Linked DNA regions of Mus musculus: region 2 is linked to region 1. Evidence: chromatin contacts called from public HiChIP or PLAC-seq data. All regions are on one chromosome and are shown on one strand. The core of a region is the stretch at or near the end of the contact, and the rest is flanking DNA. Distances in the headings are between cores, read along the strand shown.

Evidence for each region. HiChIP or PLAC-seq counts read pairs in DNA pulled down with a chosen protein or histone mark.
Region 2: an H3K27ac HiChIP or PLAC-seq map of extraembryonic endoderm stem cells shows a contact between it and region 1, with 4 times the contacts expected there. The contact joins the enhancer-like site here to the promoter of Gng10 in region 1. A contact is called at or near these places in 2 of 39 promoter capture datasets (the C10 cell line and frontonasal cranial neural crest), 1 of 15 datasets of contacts at CTCF or cohesin (the NIH/3T3 cell line), 1 of 484 Hi-C or Micro-C datasets (the G1E-ER4 cell line), 5 of 115 datasets of contacts at active chromatin or transcription factors (embryonic basal ganglia, extraembryonic endoderm stem cells, fetal liver and 2 more) and 1 of 9 other capture datasets (adipose tissue).

Annotation. Positions count from the first base shown.
Region 1 is chr4:59,033,028-59,037,101 of GRCm38.p6, reverse strand. It overlaps Gng10 (guanine nucleotide binding protein (G protein), gamma 10), which reads right to left and starts at 1,946. Exons shown (of 3, transcript NM_025277.3): 1 at 1,784-1,946. The coding sequence starts at 1,864.
Region 2 is chr4:59,317,629-59,321,702 of GRCm38.p6, reverse strand. All of the region lies in intron 15 of Susd1 (sushi domain containing 1), which reads left to right. Among named protein-coding and RNA genes, the nearest start is that of Gm35578, 38 kb to the right of the region's middle. Within about 2 kb of position 2,247, at least 100 of the 459 cell types and tissues checked have an H3K27ac peak or open chromatin away from gene starts, as enhancers often do. A contact at or near this core is called in the NIH/3T3 cell line, extraembryonic endoderm stem cells and pancreatic cancer cells, where this site is marked.

The sequences.
Region 1 (4,074 bases), core at 697-3,196:
TCTACTTTTAGTTCCCCATTTTCTCTCCTCACACAGCCTTGTTCTCTGCTGGGAGCTCCAGCCAACAACTGCTCCCTTTGGAAAGTAAGGGACCACAGCTTCAATCTCTCTTACCCTGAACTCACAATGACCACTAGGTGTCGCTGCCCCCTGTATGGCTTTGATCGTTCTCTTTCTAGTCTGGGTTCAAAATTCAGCCTTTTCCAGCCAGACCGAGGCCTCTGACCCCACCCTTACTTTCTGGCATACTTCTTGCTCATCCACGGTCTGGATCAAACTTCTTTAGTTTTTCGCCCTCAAAATCCTTGGTGGTCAGATACTAGCGAGGAAAAAGGAACCACAAGCGGTACAGGCCTCCTATCTGGGTGTCAAGGCTGTGACTGCCCAGGCTGGTGAGCTCCACCGTGGACAGTAAGCACTTCCTTCGCCCTTTGCTAACTCCTGGTTCACTGTCCCACAAGAAAACACAGCTTCCTGTTTCACAAGACAGCCATCGCCAAAAGCTGTAATCCGTAATCAGAGGCACTTTATACACATCTCCTTTTTTCCTGTCCCCGAAGATGTCACCCCAAACCCTTGTTTCTTCTACAGTCACCTTGCCTCCATTTTCCTTGACAAAATAAAAAAAATCTTTCCTATCAACCCAAAACCCTTTTTATTTTCGAAGAAAAAAAGGAAGTTATTTCTTTAAAACTTTTTTATTTTTAACCTGTCGGGCTTCCCCTACACCTTACTGGCACATCTCTGTACTGCGCGCCTCTTGTCCCTGGTTGTCTGAAATAATTTTGTGTATTAGTTTACCGTATCCACCCGAGTTCCCTATTCCCTGGAGTAGCACCAGGTCGAGGGCTAAAACAGAGGGAACTGACTAGCATGATGGTGTGTCCATACCTACCCACACACTTGGAATCACACTAGCTGCCAATCACACATTCAGCCAACAGAGTAAATCCTTGGCTGTGTTTGCGGGCCTTCATTTTAATTTTATCTCGCGGGTGTTTTGCCTGCATGTTTGTGCACACCTTGTGCATGCCTGGTGCCTGAGGAAGCCAGAGGAAGACATCGGGTCCCCTGAAACTGACGTTACAGACGGTTGTGAGCAACCTTGGGTGTGTGCTGGGAATTGAACCGGAGTCGTCCAGAACAGCAGTCAGTGAGCTGAGCCATCTCTCTAGCCTCCCCACCCCTCTCCTGACAATCCAACTCACCTTCCTCCTTTGAACTGTCCCTGGCAGCACGCTACAAGTTCCGCTCTTTGTCTATTTCACGCTCATATATTTTAATGACCTCTTTCGGCCTTTTTCTGTGGCCGTCTGTCCACACAACGAAATCTCTCCTGGATACCTCTGTAAAATCCACAGATCCAAAACGGAACTCACTTCCTCAACTCTCAAGGATCCCCCATGGGGCAGCAGAGGAAGGCAGAGCATCCTTCTCCAGCATCCATCTCGCTCGCATCTGTTCATTCGGTGGCCTCCCTCCCCATCTCTAAGCATCATCCTCCCGCAGCCGGGTGGGCAGAGTCCAGGTCGCCAGCGTGTCGCCAGCCTGTTGTAGACACGCCCACGGAGCCATCGGACCTGGTCCCTGGGACAGGCTGTGTCGCCAGAAGCACCCGGGATTCGGCCTGAAACCACCCCGCATCCACGCGCGGCTCGCGAGCACCCGAGGCCCCGGTGCGCGCCCGGCCCGGTAGCTCCCACTCCCGCCAGGCCGCGGTCTCCTGCGGGCCGCTCGGTCGCCCGTGGGGCTGGCGCTGGGGTCCGGCTGGACGAACGCTCACCTTGATCCTCTCCACGCCAGCCTCCAGCTTCAGCTGCTCCACCAGGCGCTGCAGGGCGCTCACGCTGGCCCCGGAAGACATGGCGGCTAAGGCTGCGCGAGGCTGGTTCGGCTGGGAGGAACGACCGCCGAGCGGGGTGCCGCCCCGGGGCGGGGTAGCCGCCGCGCCCGCCCCGCTGTCCCCGCGCTGGGGTCGCGAGCTGCCCGGCCCCGGTCGCCGGTGCCTCGGAACAAACCTAGGTGGCGCCTGCGCTGCGAAGGGAAGGACACTAGGACTTCACCGAAGAGCTAGTCAAACCTTCAAGGATATCCTGCTCGTTGGTCTGATATGGAATGAAATTACACCAGCCCTCTCACCCACTATCTATGGCCATTGTTTCCAGTCTTCTCCCGAGTTTTTTAAGTGTGCACATTGGTTTTACAAAACTGAGACCATTACGTTAAAACTTGAGGTTTTTTAGTTTTCTTGTTTCCTTTTGTTTTTTTTTTACACTTACTATGTAATAACTATATCGCCATCTTATACACCACCGTATCTGTCTGCACTGGGTAGTGCATAAGCTGGGTAGTGCATAAAGGCAATATGGATGAGCTTGCTAAACTTCAAAGCCCAAAGACTTTAAAGCATTGGTTTAATTACTTTAAAAAAGCTTCAAGGCCCCTCCCCAATCCAACCACGGGCGTCCCGGTTGAATTGGGGAGGGACTGGAGGAAGCTGACCTCATCGGAAGACCAGCAATCTCAACTGACCTGGACCCCCGAGATCTCTCTCAGACATTGGGCCACCTGCCAGCCACACAGCATACACAGGTATAGCAGAGCACTGCCTGGTCTGACCTCAGTGGGAGAAGACGCGCCTAACCCTTGAGAGCCTTGAGGCCCCAGGGAGTGGGGAGATCTGGTGGGGTAGTGGTAGTGGGGTGGGGACATCCTCTTGGAAATGGAGGGGAGGGGTAGGGGTGGGGTAGGGAGAGAAATGGAATGAGGAACAGTCAGAAAGCAGACCAAGAAGAGGATAACAACTGGACTGTAAAAAAAAAAAATTAAAGAATAATAATTTTTAAAAATTAGGAATAGTTTCAAGGCTCAAATTCTCATCTCCTGATTCAACTCTGAGGGTTGGCCTCATCTTCAAGGTGGATAGACTCAGTAGTGCTGTGGGGGGAAAAAAATCCATGCTTTCTTTTAGCCCTGTCTAAACATATGGGAGAGGAATTAGAATCTCAAATGGGTTCTCCCTGGCTTGTATTGAATACCAGCCTTCCCTTAAACCAATTGCTACTTAAAAAGGATTTGCTGTTGAAGTACCCAATTTCCAATCTGCTGAGTTTTCTCTGGACTTAAGAACCATCCAGGGCAAAGTCACCCACAAAACACACCCACAGCCGGGCGTGGTGGCCCACGCCTATAATCCCAGCACTTGGGAGGCAGAGGCAGGCGGATTTCTGAGTTTGAGGCCAGCCTGGTCTACAGAGTAAGCTCCAGGACAGCCAGGACTATAGAGAGAAACCCTGTCTCGAAAACACCCCCCTCCCAAAAAAAACAAAAAAAAAAAACCAAACCAAAACAAACAAACAAACAAACAAACAAAAAAACCAAACAACCAAAAAAAAAAAAAAAAAACCCAAAACCCATACCCACAGCCAGTCTCCATTCAGTGAGATTTTCCCCCACCCTCAACCCCCTCAGATTTAGGCAGTCGGATTTACCATTCCAACTCTGGAGTTCCTTCCGGGGTCATCTGAGGGTCAGCTTCTCCTTCTGCCCAATCCTTGTTTACAGCATTCGGTAATAAGTACTAGTTAGGAGGGCTGGCCCCAATGAACTTCCAGCTTGAAAACCTTCATCTCAGAGTCTGTTTTCCTGAAGAACCCAAAACTAAGACACCCAGTCAAATAACAGAGTGAAAAATGATTCTTATAAAGAAAAACATCTGAGATATAAAAAGCAACAGAAGAGAATATAAACTATTAAAACATAAAGGCTCTAAAGCAATTATTCTTAGCTATAACTGGATCATAATTAATCAACTGCCCTATTACTTAATACAACAATAACTATACAACTTGTGCTTTCTGCTCTACTTCCTAGGCAGCATGCTAAAAGTAGAAAGAATGGGTCAAAGAGTACCAATATTTATGCCAAACATGGTAGCACATGCCTGAGATCCCATGACTTCAGTGACTTCAGAGGCTGAGGCAGGAGTGACTGAGTACAAAGATAATGTGGATTAGAAGTCTCTGTCTCTCTTCTTTTCTTAACTTTTTTTCCAAGAAAGTTTTTTGTGAGGAG
Region 2 (4,074 bases), core at 998-3,497, 280 kb before region 1:
TGATTATGACTCTCATTCTTTTCCATTCCTACGGGTATCCGAGCTATTCTCCATCTCTCTCTTTAATGTCTTTGCTCACATATGATCACTTCCACCTGAATGCCCTGTTGGCTCCCTGGGAGGGGCTGCTTGCTGCAGTTCACTGTTCAAGATGGAAACCTAACATCGTCTTCCCAAAGCCTTTCAGAGCTCCTCAGGGTCACCCCTCTGTCTCCTTTTCTTCAGCTGTTCTCCCATGCTGCGGAGCAGCTGGTGATTATCTTTTTCTGTGAGGTTTCAAACATTTGGGGGAGAATATTGAAAAAAACAAAAACAAAAAACTGGACCATTGCCCAGTATGCGTTAGATGCTCACATTGAATCCAACAGCCATCAGATTTTTTTTTTTTTGAATAATGCAGCACAGATTTAATACTTGTCAAGTTAAATAGGCAGGGAAATTTTGCAAGCTACAAGCCTAAGGTGAGCACACGGGTACCGGAGTCAGCCCGCTGGATCCAGGGATCTGTGGCTTCAGTGGGCTGAAGGCTGAGATGTTTTGGAAAGCAGTGGCTGCTCTGCTGGTTGTGGGAGGGCTTTTCCTCTTGTCATTATTCCTCAAACAACATAGTACGTCAGCTATTTGCATAGCGTTACATTGTTTTCACCATTCTACGTAATCTGGAGACAGCAAAGTCACAACACATTTTATGTGGGGCTTTAATATTGAAAATTTCTGTTTTCTTAGGGGAGGGTTTTCTGGAACTAATCCCCTAGGGATACTGGTGGAATCTCTGTCTCTCTGTCTCCCTCTGTCTCTATCTCTGTCTCTAAAGGTTTCCCTAGGGATATTGGGAATCTCTCTGTCTCTCTCTGTCTCTCTGTCTCTGTCACTCTCTCCCTCTCCCTCTCCTCCCCACTCCCCCGCATTCACCTTTATCTGGTTAGTCAGTCAAAGACTGTTCTAAGTGACGCTGTGGAGAATGCACTCTGAGGATGCAGCCTTCAGCAAGGAGATTCTTCCAATAAGCCTGACCTGTCACACAAACCCTTAAACTTGGGTCTACAGGTCAGAACTTAAGTCTTGAAGATCCTAGGGGTGGGCCATATTTGACACTGGAAATATTCTGCTAGCTTTGAAAAGCCACATAGCAAGGAATGCAGGTGGTCGGCAGGAGCTCAGAGACAGACCTCGCTGATAGACCATAAGGAAATGTGGACCAAGTTCTGCGACTTCAAGGGACTGAATTAAGCTGACAGTGGGGACAAACTCTGAAGCCTTCTTCCCCAGAGCCTTCAGATGGGAGGGTGAGCCACTAACACACGGTGATGGTGCTGAGCAGAGAACCCGTCACAGTGTGCCTAAACCGGGAACCACAGGACTGAGCTAATGGGTGGGCTTGTAGCTGAGCAGTGTGTGAGATTACAATAAAATGAATTCAGCATTTATCAAACATTACCTCTGCATCTATCGCCTCCTTTGCCCCGCTTTTCTGTGTTGCCCATGGTGGAGAAGTCAGATAAGAATAACACAGAAAGGTCTGGAGAGATGGCTCAGTGGTTAAGAGCACTGACTGCTCTTCCGAAGGTCCTGAGTTCAAATCCCAGCAACCACATGGTGGCTCACAACCATCTGCAATGTGATCTGACGCCTTCGTCTGGCGTGTCTGAAGACAACTACAGTGTATTCGTATACATAAAATAAATAAATATTTTAAAAAAAAGAATAACAGAAAAAAAAAGAACACACTAAATCATTACTTATTCTTCTGTGTTCAAATGAATGTACCAACTGCTCTCTGGATGTGTCCCAAGCCAGACTGAATCATGGCATTAATTTATTTCTACCATTGGATGGCAACAGTTGCTTTCAGGAAATGACCATACCTGTGTACATAATGCCCACACCCAGAGGAAGTCGTCAAGATTGTCACAGGGTCTAACTTCCTCTTCAACACCTGTGGTCTTTCTATCAGTAAAAGATTAAAGAGAAGCTGCGTTTGCTCCCAAGCAGAGTCTCTGCAGAGAGGAGGGCTATAGTTCAAGTGTATTTACTTTCTCTAAGAATGACTAACAGCACATGAGTTTCTAAGAGAATATTCTGCAGATGATTCAGAGGGAAAATAAAAGGCCCCACAGCATGAGACTGGAAGGGAGGGGAGCCCGAGAATGGCAAGACCATAAAAAGCCTATCATTCAGAGTGGCCACTTGTAAATTTTATTAGGCATTCGCAGAGGATGAAACTGTACAGCCACACCCATGAGCGCTGCTGTAGACTTTGAGGTTGTATGATTAGCAAACCGAGAAAGACCTGTAGCCAAGGACTGGAAACCCGTGCTGGGAGCCAAAATCCAAGGATGCTATGCAAAATAAAGGGCACTTTCTTATTTCTTTTATATCTGTGTATGTGACGGTGTCTGTGTGAGTGTATGCCATATAGGAGCAGTGCCTTCAGAGGCCAGAATGGAGTGTCAGGTCCTCTGGAGCTGTCATTACAGGTGGTCCTGAGCTGCTGGTTAGCAGGGGTTCTGGGAACTGAATTCCACTAGTGGAGAAGAGCAGCCTGTGCTCCTCCGTCTCATCAGCCTAAAGGTTACTTTTTAACACTGACTTTCAATAGTAATGTCTAGCGCAAGGGATAGCATGTCTCACTGAGGAGGTGGGTGCTGCTAGTGGATGGGTCAGGGGAAAGTTGGCGTCCTCAGCTCCTATTTGCTTCTGTCTTGCTGCAGTGTGAGGAGTGTCAGTATCTTCCCACCTGTTTAAAGTTCAGCGGAGTCACACAATTTCCAACTAAGCCAGATAAACAACTGCCAGCGACCTTTGTGAGACCTGGAAGAGAAGGCTAGGGCTGAGCAGTAAACAAGGACTTTGTACAAAGAGGGCGCCACCATTCTGAAGGTAGCTTGAAGTCAGGGCCAGCCCAAGTGATGGCTTGGCTCTCATGCATAGCAACAGTGACAGCATCTCTAATGAGTCAGTGTGGAGCATGAGGGGCCCCGGGTGTCTCCCCTTTTCTCCTCTCACAGACTCACTCATTGGCCAAGGAAGTAGGACAGAAAGCAGTGTATTTTGACTTCTGCTAACAGTTAACAGTACCGCTGTGGACAGAGTGTGCGATATGAGGGCGGTAGATAGGCCTAGGAATGGGCTGGAGAACAATGCAAAACCGACATCAGCTAGCTAAGGAGTAACTCCTGATGAGCAAATCCACAGCTCACACAGCATGGACTCCAGTCCACGGTCCTTCAGTTCAGCATTTTCATTCATCAAAGACTAAAGTGTGGAGGAAATAGGTGAGGAAAATACTGATAACCAAAACTGGAGAAGTGTTCAGAGCATAAAAGTACCAGAATCTCTTTAACCCCTTTATCTCCAACGCTATATTCCCTCCTTGTCTCTGTCTCTGTTCCTCGGTGTTTCTCTCTCTCTCTCTCTCTCTCTCTCTCTCTCTCTCTCTCTCTCTCTCTCTCTGCTTTTGTTTGTTTGTTTTGTTTTGAGACAAGGTTTCTCTGTGTAACCATAGTTGTCCTGGACTTGCTCTGTAGAGCAGACTGACCTTGAACTCAGGAATCTTTCTGTCTCTGCCTCCTGAGTGCTGGGGTCATTTTCTCTTAAAAACCAAAGCCTCGCTGATTGTGCAAATGATGCTTTTTAGCTATTGTAGTAGTTTTGTGTATATAAAATACACACTTTCAAGTGTGGTTGCCTATAAGGCTCCCACTTTAATCAATATAACCAGAAAATTCTCACCCACTTTAAGATTATATAAATATATTCAACAACATTTTCCAGTTCTTTCATATTTCAGCATATCTCTTTAATCTACCTGAATTTGATTTTGATGAGTGGAATCAGCTGTAGTGATTAAAATCACTTTATTCTAATCAGCCATTTTTCCTCCTTTCCAGATATAGGTCATTTATCAGCTCATTCAGTTATTTGAAAGTTACAAAACGATAGTAACAAAAGGTGACAGTAGCTGACATTTGCCATGCTGACTTGGTACTATGTGGCAAGTCGTTATTTCTCACAGTAACCCTGGAAGGCGGGTGCTGTTGTTAGGATTTTCAAGTGCTTAGAGCATCCCTCAGT